Regions from separate parts of the Sus scrofa genome. Here region 1 is linked to region 2. The links are chromatin contacts, called in public Hi-C maps. All regions are on one chromosome and are shown on one strand. The core of a region is the stretch at or near the end of the contact, and the rest is flanking DNA. Distances in the headings are between cores, read along the strand shown.

Evidence for each region. Hi-C and Micro-C count contacts between places; a contact is called where the count stands out from the background.
Region 1: a contact with region 2 is called in a Hi-C map of liver, with 1.7 times the contacts expected there. The contact joins two enhancer-like sites. A contact is called at or near these places in 3 of 47 Hi-C or Micro-C datasets (liver and skeletal muscle).

Annotation. Positions count from the first base shown.
Region 1 is chr6:159,221,193-159,226,599 of Sscrofa11.1, reverse strand. SCP2 (sterol carrier protein 2) reads left to right here. Exons shown (of 22, transcript NM_001168415.1): 17 at 2,117-2,270. Among named protein-coding and RNA genes, the nearest start is that of PODN, 44 kb to the right of the region's middle. Within about 2 kb of position 2,114, at least 50 of the 83 cell types and tissues checked have an H3K27ac peak or open chromatin away from gene starts, as enhancers often do. A contact at or near this core is called in liver, where this site is marked.
Region 2 is chr6:159,081,964-159,087,733 of Sscrofa11.1, reverse strand. No RefSeq gene overlaps it. Among named protein-coding and RNA genes, the nearest start is that of SLC1A7, 21 kb to the left of the region's middle. Within about 2 kb of position 2,858, at least 7 of the 83 cell types and tissues checked have an H3K27ac peak or open chromatin away from gene starts, as enhancers often do. A contact at or near this core is called in liver, where this site is marked.

The DNA.
Region 1 (5,407 bases), core at 865-3,364, 140 kb before region 2:
TTTTAGATGGCAGATTTCAAGTAGAATTGATTGCCCCAGAGTTTGGATATATTAGTAGAATTATTTATTCACTTTGACCTTAATATTCTGAATGTTCACAATTCAAAAAATCATTACATGGAGGAGTTCCCATTGTGGTGCAGCGGAAACGTTCCGACTAGGAACCATGAGGTTGCGGGTTCAATCTCTGGCCTCACTCAGTGGGTTAAGGATCTGGCATTGCTGTGAGCTGTGGAGTAAGCTGGTGGCTACAGCTCTGATTAGACCCCTAGCCTGGGAACCTCCATATGCCGTGGGAGGGGCCCTAAAAAGACAAAAGACAAAAAAAAAAAAAAAATCATTACATGGAGTTCCTGTCATGGCTCAGCAGTTAACAAATCTGACTAGTATCCATGAGGACACAGGTTTGATCCCTGGCCTCGCTCAGTGGGTTAAGGATCCGGTGTTGCCGTGAGCTGTGGTGTAGGTCATAGATGCAGCTCGGATCCTGCATTGCCGTGGCTGTGGCATAGGTGTGGCTACAGCTCCAATCTGACCCCTAGCCTGGGAACCTCCATGTGCCTCGGATGTGGCCCTAAAAAGAAAAAAAAAAAAATTACGTCATGTGGAATTACCTGTTTTTAAAATGTGTTAACTATATATTCTATAAAAATATACAGATATTGCTTAGAAATGAGGAATGGCAGTTAAATTTCTTGAGAAGGTTGGGGTTATATAGGAAGCTGTCACAGGTACTTGGGAATCAGGTTTCATGGTTGGGGATGTGGGTGGAAGAACAGATATTGTAGGCAGACTTGTGTAGCTCTGCCTCCAGGATGTTGAAACCAGTCTATCCTGAAAGAATGTTCTTAGCTATCCTTGAAGAGCTAGTGTGAGAGAGAAAAAGAATGTAAATTAGGAGGCTTGTATTTAATCTCAACTCTAGAATTAGCCTGCTTTGTAACCATTCACAAATAACTTAATCTTACATTTCTCACTGCTAACTTTGTACCTAAGCAAGGGCTCCTGTGCCAGACTTGGATGGTGGGTGTTTGCAGCAAAGTAAGGGTTTATTTGCAAGGCACCAAGCAAGGGAGCCGGAGGCAAGTTTCAGATTCACTCCTTCTTGGTCTTTGAGTTAGGGCTGTTTTAAAGAGAAAGAACAAAGAAACTGGAATTAATCATTGTCCTGAGACATTTCTTTATCTGATTTTGGGAGTCAGAATGTGGTTTATGAGTCTCTGGCCAGGTGGTCCATGGCTCCAGGGGTCTCTGAGCTCATCTTGCCCTGGAAAAACCACCTGCATTTGAAGGTTAATGATATCTACACAGCTATTTTTGTATAGTAGGATGTTATCAACAGTAACAGTTTTAGTCATCTGACTCTGGTTGATTAGTATTCAGTTAGTACAGGAATGAGGAGACAAGAAAGGGATAGAGGTCACAGGAGACAAGGAAGGGAATAAAGTTTTGGATAGAGAAATTTATCATAAACCCAGTAAGGTAACTTCAGTTTTGGGGGGCTCGGTTTCAGCATTATTAAGTTCTCTCCAGCTCTAAAAATCTGCTTTTATTATCCAGGGGACAAATGCTTTTTTTTTTTTTTTTTTTTAAATCCAGTGCTATTCTTGTGAATAGCTGTGAATAGATCTGGGAAACAGTTCAGTTCATCCTTTCTAGGAATTCTTTGAGAAGAATAGGAAAAGTCCTCGTGCTAGCTAAATTTTTAGGGAAAGCCAACTCCCACATCCTAGATTGTTTTCTTTTGATACATTAACAGTGGTAAGAATTAAATTATTTTTAGGCCATTCGGCCTGAGCCAGAGCACTGTACCTTCAGCGTTTTCGCTTTGAACATTGCCCCCCAAATGCCAGGTTGGATATATTTAAAGAGCACAGGGAATTTCTTAAGCCTGAGTATTGGCTAAATACAGAGATTACTGCGGAAGAAAAAGTAACTAACTACAAAACCCCTCCAGGCTTGTAGGAGAAGTTCCTGTCTAGGCAGATTTCGTCTTGGCGGAATGAAACGGTTTAATTGAAAGCCACAGTTGGCAGCCCTCGTCTGGCTTGAGAAAGCCGATTGGGGCCGCTTTCTAAACCAACGGGATCTGACGGCTCTGTGTTCGATTTGTTAGGTCTGGCTCAGTGCGCCGAACTCTGCTGGCAGCTGAGAGGGGAAGCCGGGAAGAGGCAAGTTCCTGGTGCAAAGGTTGCTCTGCAGCATAATTTGGGCCTTGGAGGAGCTGCGGTTGTCACGCTGTACAGGATGGGTTTTCCTGAAGCTGCCAGGTAAGTGGCACTCTGGTTTTGCATGGCAGTGAATCCTTCTGACTCTCCGCAACTAATGGCGTTGTGCATGTTTTCCAAAAGTCCTAATTTTATTGTCTTCGTACTCAAAGAACAGGTATCTCATTGCGTGGCTGTCGTAGCACGGCTTAAACACTTTAAAACTGGCAGTTAACTTTTAAATGTCACCAGCCTTAGGAAAATTTTGTTCATGAAGGAGGCAGCGTAGGCAAGAGTGGCGGACTAGACGCGGGAGCTGGCTGGGTCCTTGTCTCAGCCCTGCCAACCTGAGTAGTTTTCATTTAGGCAAGTCATTTTTTGGTTTCCTTTCTCACAATTTGCTTTCTCCCCATGGCCTCTGAGATTGTTTGGAGAAAGTCATCAAATATGCTGATTGCATCTCTGCAGATTGATGTTTCTGAATCCAGTGAAGCCCTCGCTGCTGCCAGAATCCTTCCTGTTCGTCTCTTGTTGGTTTTCTTCCTGCCCTTGTCTAATGCCTGTGTTCCTCCAGTCTCCACTTTCTTTTCCAAGGCTTTCAGGATCCCTCCTCTTCCTTACTCTTCTCAGAGAAGTGCTCATCCTTCCCAGAGGAAAAAAAAAGTCCCATTTCCTTTCCTTTGCATGCTTTTGTTTCCAACCACTTTCTGTAATTTTGTTCCACATGTTAAGTATACCCCTCTTTTGAATCTTTCTGTTTTTGCGTTTTCATTGACCCCTTTCCCTCTGTCAGCAAACGTGTTCAGGTCTTCTGTATTCTAGAAATCTACTTTGATTATAAAGATTAAGAATACCTTAATTATTCTCTTTCATGATGAACCTTTTATATTGAACCACTTTTGTTTTTCTATTTTGAAATGCCTTTAGTTTCTTATCTCATCACGGAGGTCAGGTGAGGCCAGCAGTGATCTGATTATGAAGTGCTCTGGCCTTTATTTTCTGGTCTTTAACCCTGCAGTAGCTAGCAACACTGATTGGCTCCCTTTTCCCCCCGAATTCTTGGTAATTATTTTTTCATTTTTTCCACACTTTTGGTTCTACAGAGGGTATGTGACACACTTTTTTTTTTTTTTTAACAGAATCCGTTATATTCTCATGTTTTAGAAGCTTTTGAGTCTCTTCTGTCTTCTTTCTCTGCCTGGAATATTCTGTTGTGAAAATTGTGTCTTCCTATTAAGACCAATCTTAGGTAGCTTCTCCCTTTGAATATCCAAAGCACTTTGTAACTCTTGGGTCCCTGTCTGATTTCTGTTTAGTTGTAGTGCATCTAGATTGGTTTTTTTAAAAATCCCATTTGTTATGTGAAAGCCTTGAGATAAAAACTGTGACCTCCCCACCCCTCTGTTTCCTGAATTGGATCAAATAAAAAGCTGTTAAGGTGTTGAAGTTTAAGTTTCCTCCTAAATCTGATTCATTAGTTTTATACTGTCCTCTGAAATTCCTAGTTCGTATTTGGAGTTGAAAATCCTCAGTAAAAGCCACACTATCAAGAGCTACCAGAGTCAGCACATTAGTATAGCTATCTAATTTGCTCAGAATAGATTCTGTAGTTTGGACAATAAATTCTATTTTATTTATTTATGTATTTGCTTTTTTTTTTTTTTTTTTTTTTAGGACTGCACCCACATATGGAGGTTCCCAGGCTAGGGGTCCAATCAGAGCTACAGCTGCCAGCCTGTGCCACAACCACAGCAATGCCAGATCCAAGCCTTGTCTTTGACCTACACCACAGCTCACGACAATGCCAGATCCTTAACCCACTGAGCGAGGCCAGGGATCAAAACCACAAGCTCATGGTTCCTAGCCAGATTTGTTTCTGCTGTGCCACGACAGGAACTCCAGTAAATTCTGTTTTAAATGTGGAAGTCTCATGGTTTTTTCATTTTCAGAGACTAAGCGATTGGGAGATAGAATTGTTCACAATAACTATAGTTGCTGTTTCTGGGAAGGAAGAAGTATGAAAAAATCCAAATGATGTGTTAATGACAGAAAGAAATTGCCTTCGAACATTGAAGATATTTTTGATAGTTTTAGTGATAGAACATAATCTACTTCAAAGGCCAAAGCTGGGAAAATAATTCTAACTCTGATGGTACAAGTATAGTTTTAAAATGAGGTTTGGCTTTAAACAAAGTAATTTTAAGGTACTCATTGCACCTGATCTGATTTCCTTAGTTTCTTCTTTAGCTAACTTTGATGGAGCAGCTGCTATGTGCCTGGGCCCCTAAGAATGGCCCTCTGAGTATGTGGAGAAGGCAGACATACTTTTATCAAATGCTCTAGAAGCCCAGAGGAAGAAATGTTTATGAAGTTGTTAAATGTGAACTCAGATGACTAGGGTTGTCCAGCAGAAGAATAGAGGAAGGGCATTCTAGGCCTATAAATAGGAACAGACGTTTGAAAATACCAGATTTGGCAAGTGGTTGTACTATGTGGTGGGTAGAGGGCAGAGTCAGTAATACACAGGTGGCAGGAGAGGCATCCGTGACAGATCGGATCAAGGTTTTGAAATGCTTCAGATGCTATGCTCAGCAGTTTGAAACTTATCTTACAGAATATGAGTTTTACCAAAAGATGATGTGATTACATTGCACTTTAGGTAGATCAGTGTGGTATTACTTTGAGTTGGGTGGTGGAGAGACCAGAGGCCAGGAGTCTTTAGGAAGTGGTTGCAGTAGCGTGGATAAGAGATGTTTAGTGCTGCAGCAGGCACCACAAAAGCGAAGAGGGGAGGTCATATTTAAGAGCTGTGACCAATTGCCTTTAATTTATAGGTATTCTTTTCTTTGATTTTGTGTTGTAACGTCCTATTCATGTTATGTAAATGGGGACCTTTTAGACCCAGACTGAGGATAGATTGACATTCTGTTAAACAAAACCTGTTTTAAAACCCAACTTTTGGAGTTCCTGTTGTGGCTCAGTGGTTAGGGAACCCAACTAGTATCCATGAGGACAGGGGTTCGATCCCTGGCCCTACTCACTGGATCTAGGATCTGTTGTTGCTGTGGCTGTGGCATAGGCCAGCAGCTACAGCTCCGATTCGACCCCTAGCCTGGGAACCTCCATATGCCGCAGGTGTGGCCCTAAAAAGACAAAAGACCAAAAAAACCCAACTTTGTTTTGTTTCTATTTTTAATAGG
Region 2 (5,770 bases), core at 1,609-4,108:
CCGCCAGCCTATGCCAGAGCCACAGCCACAGCAACACAGGAACCAAGCTGTGTCTGTGATCTACACCACAGCTCTTGGCAACGCCGGATCATTTACCCACTGAGCGAGGCCAGGGATTGAAGCTGCGTCCTCATGGATGCTCGTCAGGTTCCTTTCCACCGAGCCCCAGCAGGAGCTCCAGGTTTGAGATTTCTTTTCTAAGGTGCGACGTCTCCACATGTGTGGAGTGCCAAAGCACTGCCAGTTTCTCCTGCAGTCCCACCTGGCCTCAACAGAAAGGCGGGGGAAGTCAGATTTTAATATACTTGACCTCTGAGGCAGTCAGATCGGTGGGCAAATGGGGATGAGACGTTCTCCCTACCCACATGTCATCCCCACACACCCAGGGACAGGGCGCCTCCCCTTCCTCACCTGTTGGTTCCTGTAACTTTCTTGGGCCAGGAGAGCAGACCCCAGCAGCCTGAGAGAAATACCCTCCCCCAGCATGGATGGAGCCCTTGGACTCAACAGACGCATCAAAAGAAATCTCACTTATTCTGTGGCACATCCGTGGCAGCCCTGATTTCATCTAGTTCACACGACAACCCCATGAGGAAGTATGGGCATCATTATTTTACGAATGAGAATGCTTAGGCCTAAATAAACTGACTTTCCAATGGATACTCAGCTAGTACGTCGCAGAACCAGGACTTGGAACCCCGTACTTCTTAGCTTCCCGTCTGAAGAAGAAACCAGAGAACCAGGCTTTCATAGAGGAGAGTATTCGATCTGCATGGAGCAGCAAGGAGCACGGGCAGGGGTCGGCTCCCTTCTGAGTCCTGGTACTTGGTACAGGGGGACATCAAGCAGGCACAGAGGGCCGGAAGGGACAGGAACCTAGGTGTCAATCCAGCTCCATCACCCTTCAGCCTGGATGACACGGGGCCGTCACTTAACCTCCTAAGAGCTAACTAGCTGAGCTAATATGACTTCCTTTTTGGAAGACAATGATGAGCCTCCATAGCCTAACACAGGAAAAACACTTAGGTTCCAATGGTGTTTTCTTAGACTCTGTATTTGTCTATTCGGCATTCATCCATCACAGGGCCCATTGTATTAACGATATTTTTTGTATTTTTTTTTTTTTCTTTTTTGGCCACCCCAGGGCATAAGGAGTCCCCAGACAGGGATCGGACCCGAGCCACAGTTTCAACTTGCACCACAGTTAGGGCAGCGCTGGATCCTTTAACCCACCATGCTGGCCAGAGATTTAACCTGTGTCCCAGAGCTAATCCTTTGCACCCGTGGGAGAAACTCCCCCCCCCCTTTTCTTGATACTTGATGTGCTGGTATTTTGGGGCTTTGCAGACCCAGGAAGAGACTGCCTCTCCGGCGCTGCTGATAACAACCTGCCCAGGAGCAGGCCTTTCGCCTTTCCTGTGCAACCCAGCCCGTCCTGAGTCTCCACCTCCTTAACCACCTCCTGTTTCACGCTCACACTCAGTATTTCCCCAGCCCTCAATCATCCCAGGGTCAGGTACCAGGCACTAGAGACCACACTTAGTGTCCAAAGCCCACCGGAATTAATTACCCTAGCTGTTTACCTTGTCCTGTCTTCACTGCAGGAAACCCAGTGAAGGCTCCGGCCTAGACGTTTCCCTTGCGCCTTCCTGTTTCCTGACCAACACGGGTGCTTTCCCCTGCGACTGCCCAGAGCCCCCCTCTGGGATCTGTGAGCACAAGAAACTTCCTCCCGTCAAGCCTCGTGGCCACACCAACTTCACCATCTCATATTCAGCATGACCATTCTTAGAAGAGCCTGGCAATTTCTGGCCTGTAGTAAACCTTCAATCATAGTTGCTACTGTTGCTACTGTGGTGAGCATTCTAAACCAGCTTCCTATTTGTTATGTGAACAGAAACAAGTCCCTTGCCTTTCTGGGCCTCAGTTTCCTCAGGCATTCATGGAAACCCAACCTCAATGGGGTGGTTTTGAAGATGGAATCTGTAAAATGCAGTCTATTTTCTCTTCTCCTCCTCTGTCTCCTTCTCGTATTTTGAGACCTCCTGGGCCAGAAATATGGACTAGGCAGAGTCAGAGGCTGGAGCAATTCTCCTTGCTCGTATCTGGCACATAGTAGGTGCTCAAGAAATAGGTGTTGAATGATTAGAGGATCTGCTGAATTCCCTTAGTAGACACTCGATCAGTGATTCTTGGAGGATCACCTGGGGAGCTTTTAAAACTTACCCGTGCCCTCATCAAATGCCCAGCTTTCATCTGGGGGGTAGACCCAGCATTGGGTGGAGGGCGATGGGAGCCCCTGGTCTACACTACGGCAGTGTAGAGACTCACAGTTCGGAAGATTAACAGGAGATGTCTTAGTATATAGACCTTGTTGCATTTTTGCACATGGCTTTGGGGACTGCTTCTGAGACCCTTTTGGATCTGGAGACTCTGATCCCTTCTCCCCTTTCTCTTCAGGCTGCCTATGGCAGATCCAGAAGGCACCTTCTAGGACCGTGCCATGTGTGCGGCCCTTTTGCCCAAGAACCTCTTCTGGGCAAGGACTCGTTCAGGCTTTAGTTGATGGAACACGGTTAACGTCAAGGGTCTTTATGTCGGTTCCCCAGGGTGGAGCAGGGCGGCGCAACCAGTCTGAATGCTGGGCCCACTGATGATGCCCGTTGCATGGTATTTGCCTAAGTTTATGGGCCTGTGGGCTTAGGTGACACCATGTTGCCATCTTGCAACACCCTCAGAGTGGAAAGAGATTGGATTTTGGAGTTGCAGAGAAGGGGGCGTTCAGTCCTACGGGCCTGTCACCAGCTGTGTGGCCTTCGGGATCTCTGGGCCTCGTCTCCTCCTCTGTGGCAGGAGGGTGCTAATGCCTGTCTCTGGGAGCTGCTGGGAGAATCCAGTGCTGTAACGCGTATGAGACATAGCACCCAATTAATGTGAGTCTTTTCTTGGCTTTTCAGTTTAGTTATTGCATCAGCTGTTTTCCTAGTTCTCCCCCTTGGCTTATTAAGTAATAGCTACAGAAGTTTATAACAGGTCACACACTGGCAACCTGCATCCTTATTTTGATTGGCTTTCAAAGTGTTTTACAAAAATCCAACTTAATTGCCAACATTTAAAAATGAGAGCGCTTACATAAAAATCTGGATTTGTGGCTTCATTAGAAACATCTGCATGACCACAACTGCTGGAACGAAGGGCTGGCTTCTCGCTCTGCTCACAGCTTTCCTGATTCCACCGCCTTCCACCTCATCACCCCTCGTCTCCCTGGGTTCCCAGAATGGCTGCCCGCTAAGAGCTTGGGGTCCTAGCATAAGCCCCAGTTTATAAAGTGCTTTCACCTCGTCCGTCTCACTTGAACCCTACCCACGAGGGAGATGTTACCATTATCCCTTATTTCACAGGGAAAGAAATGGAAGCTGAGATGTTATGTGACCGACTCAGAGTTGTTTATACCAGTAACAACAATAAATAGCTAATATTTATTGGGTATTCAACATGTGCCCAGCATTATTCTCAGCCCTTTACATGTCTTAATTTAATTATCACAACAATTTCATCACACGTTTTCATTATCCCTATTTTACAGATGAGGAAATTGAGGCAGAGAGAGGGCAAGTAACTTCCTCAAGGTCACACAGCTGGAAAGCACAAAATAAACCCAAGCCTTCTGAGTCCTAACCTGTGCCTATTCTACTGCAGGAGAGCTTCGCCTTCCTTCCTCCCTTTCTCTTTTTTAACATATGCACATCTATGGGCCCCAGCTTGGGGTAAGCTTTTGAAAGGGCTTTTTTAGTTTAGTTTAGTTTAGTTTTTGGTGGGGAGTGGGTGGGACCTCATTTTGTAGTATTCGTTTCCTGCTGTATCCTCAGCACCTAGAACAATGCCTGGCGTGTCGCATCAGCGCAAGAAACACAGCAATAAGCAATAGAAAGAATGTAGCCATAAAGGCATTATTCATTTCATGGGCTTGTAGTATTCCTGGTGTCTGTAAATAAGGTAATTGGTTAACTAATTAGCATAAAAGTGAGGCCCTACCATGTGGGCATGTAATGGATTCCCTGCTCTTGAGTAGCTCAAGACCAGATAAGAAACACTGACAAATAAAATTCAAATACAGGATATATATGGACATAAGTCACTTGCCAAGAGAATTATTTTTTCCATTAAAAATGATCAATGATCCACTTAAGATATTTTCTTTTTTTTATCTTTTAAGTTTTTTTCATAATGGTTTTTATTTTTTTCCATTGTAGCTGGTTTACAGAGTTCTGTCAATTTTCTACTTTACAGCAAGGTGACCCAGTCACACAGACACATTCCTTTTTCTCACATTATCATGCTCCATCACAAGTGACTAGATATAGTTCCCACTGCTATACAGCAGGCTCTCACTGGGTATTTTCAATAAAGGCTAAAAATATATGATCAAGTCAGATTATAGTGATAATTATCTTACTGAGTTTTTATTTCCAGTACTGAAGTTGGGTCCATGAGACAGGAAAACCTGGAGTCTTGGAAAATATTTATGATGAAAACCCGAGACAAAAATGCAATTTGAAAGAATTTCCTGTTTAAATATTCCCATGTAGCTGGGATAGGCTCACAGGGATCCAGCAGAGATACTGAAGTTTAACATGTTTGATTAAACCAATTTCTACCGCTGATTCTCTTCCTGGGGCTTCTGGAAAGTCCAGGCAAAGACCACAGCATTCCAGAAACAGATGGGAAAATAAAGCCTACACTTTTTTTTTTTTTTTTTTTTTGTCTTTTTAGGGCCACACCTGTGGCATATGGACATTCCCAGCCTTGGGGTCAAATCGGAGCTGCAGCTGCCGGCCTACACCACAGCCACAGCAACGCCAGATCCGAGGTACGCCTGCAACCTACACCACAGCTCATGGCAACGCTGGATCCTTAACCCGCTGAGCAAGACCAGGGATCAAACCCATGTCCTCATGGATACTAGTCAGGTTCGTTACCACTGAACCACAACGGGAACTCCAAGCCTACACAATTTAAATATTCAGTATGCGTTTCAAGAAGTTCAATATACCCAAAGAAGATGAGAGAATATTTTGAAGAGAGACCTGCACTCCCCTTGGCAGTCTTATTCACAATAGCCAAGACACGGCAGCCACCAGAGCCCACTGGCCTCACAACTTCACTGCCAAGGAAATGCCATGGCAATGGGCATGTCAGTGGGCACAGCATGCAGACTCATTGCCCTGCCCCGCTCCATAACCCTGTGTGAAGACGGTTAAAATTCACTGTGTTCCATCAAGCAATACCTGAACTGGCTCCTGCCCAGAACAGGGCAAGACCGCTACACGCAGACCTAGAAGGTGGGGGAGCACCCTTCCCGCCACCACTGCCCACCAGTCCGTTTGTGCCTATAATGCTGTCTCCTTCCTCTTTCAATTGAAAAAAACAAACAAACAAACAACAAAAAAAACTGCTTCAGGAGATCCCATAGTGGCTCAGCAGAAACTGACTAGCATCCATGAGGATGCAGGTTCAATCCCTGGCCTCGCTCAGTGGGTTAAGGATCCAGTGTTGCCGTGAGATGTGGTGTAGGTCACAGATGTGGCTTGGATCCCGTGTTGCTGTGGCTGTGGTGTAGGCCGGTGGCTATAGCTCTGATTGGACCCCTAGCCTGGGAACCTCCATATGACACGGGCGCAGCCCAAAAAAAAAAAAAAAAAAAAAAAAAAAAAAAAAAAAAATGCTTCAAAGAAAACATGTTCAGTGCTGAAAAGAAAAACACAAAAAG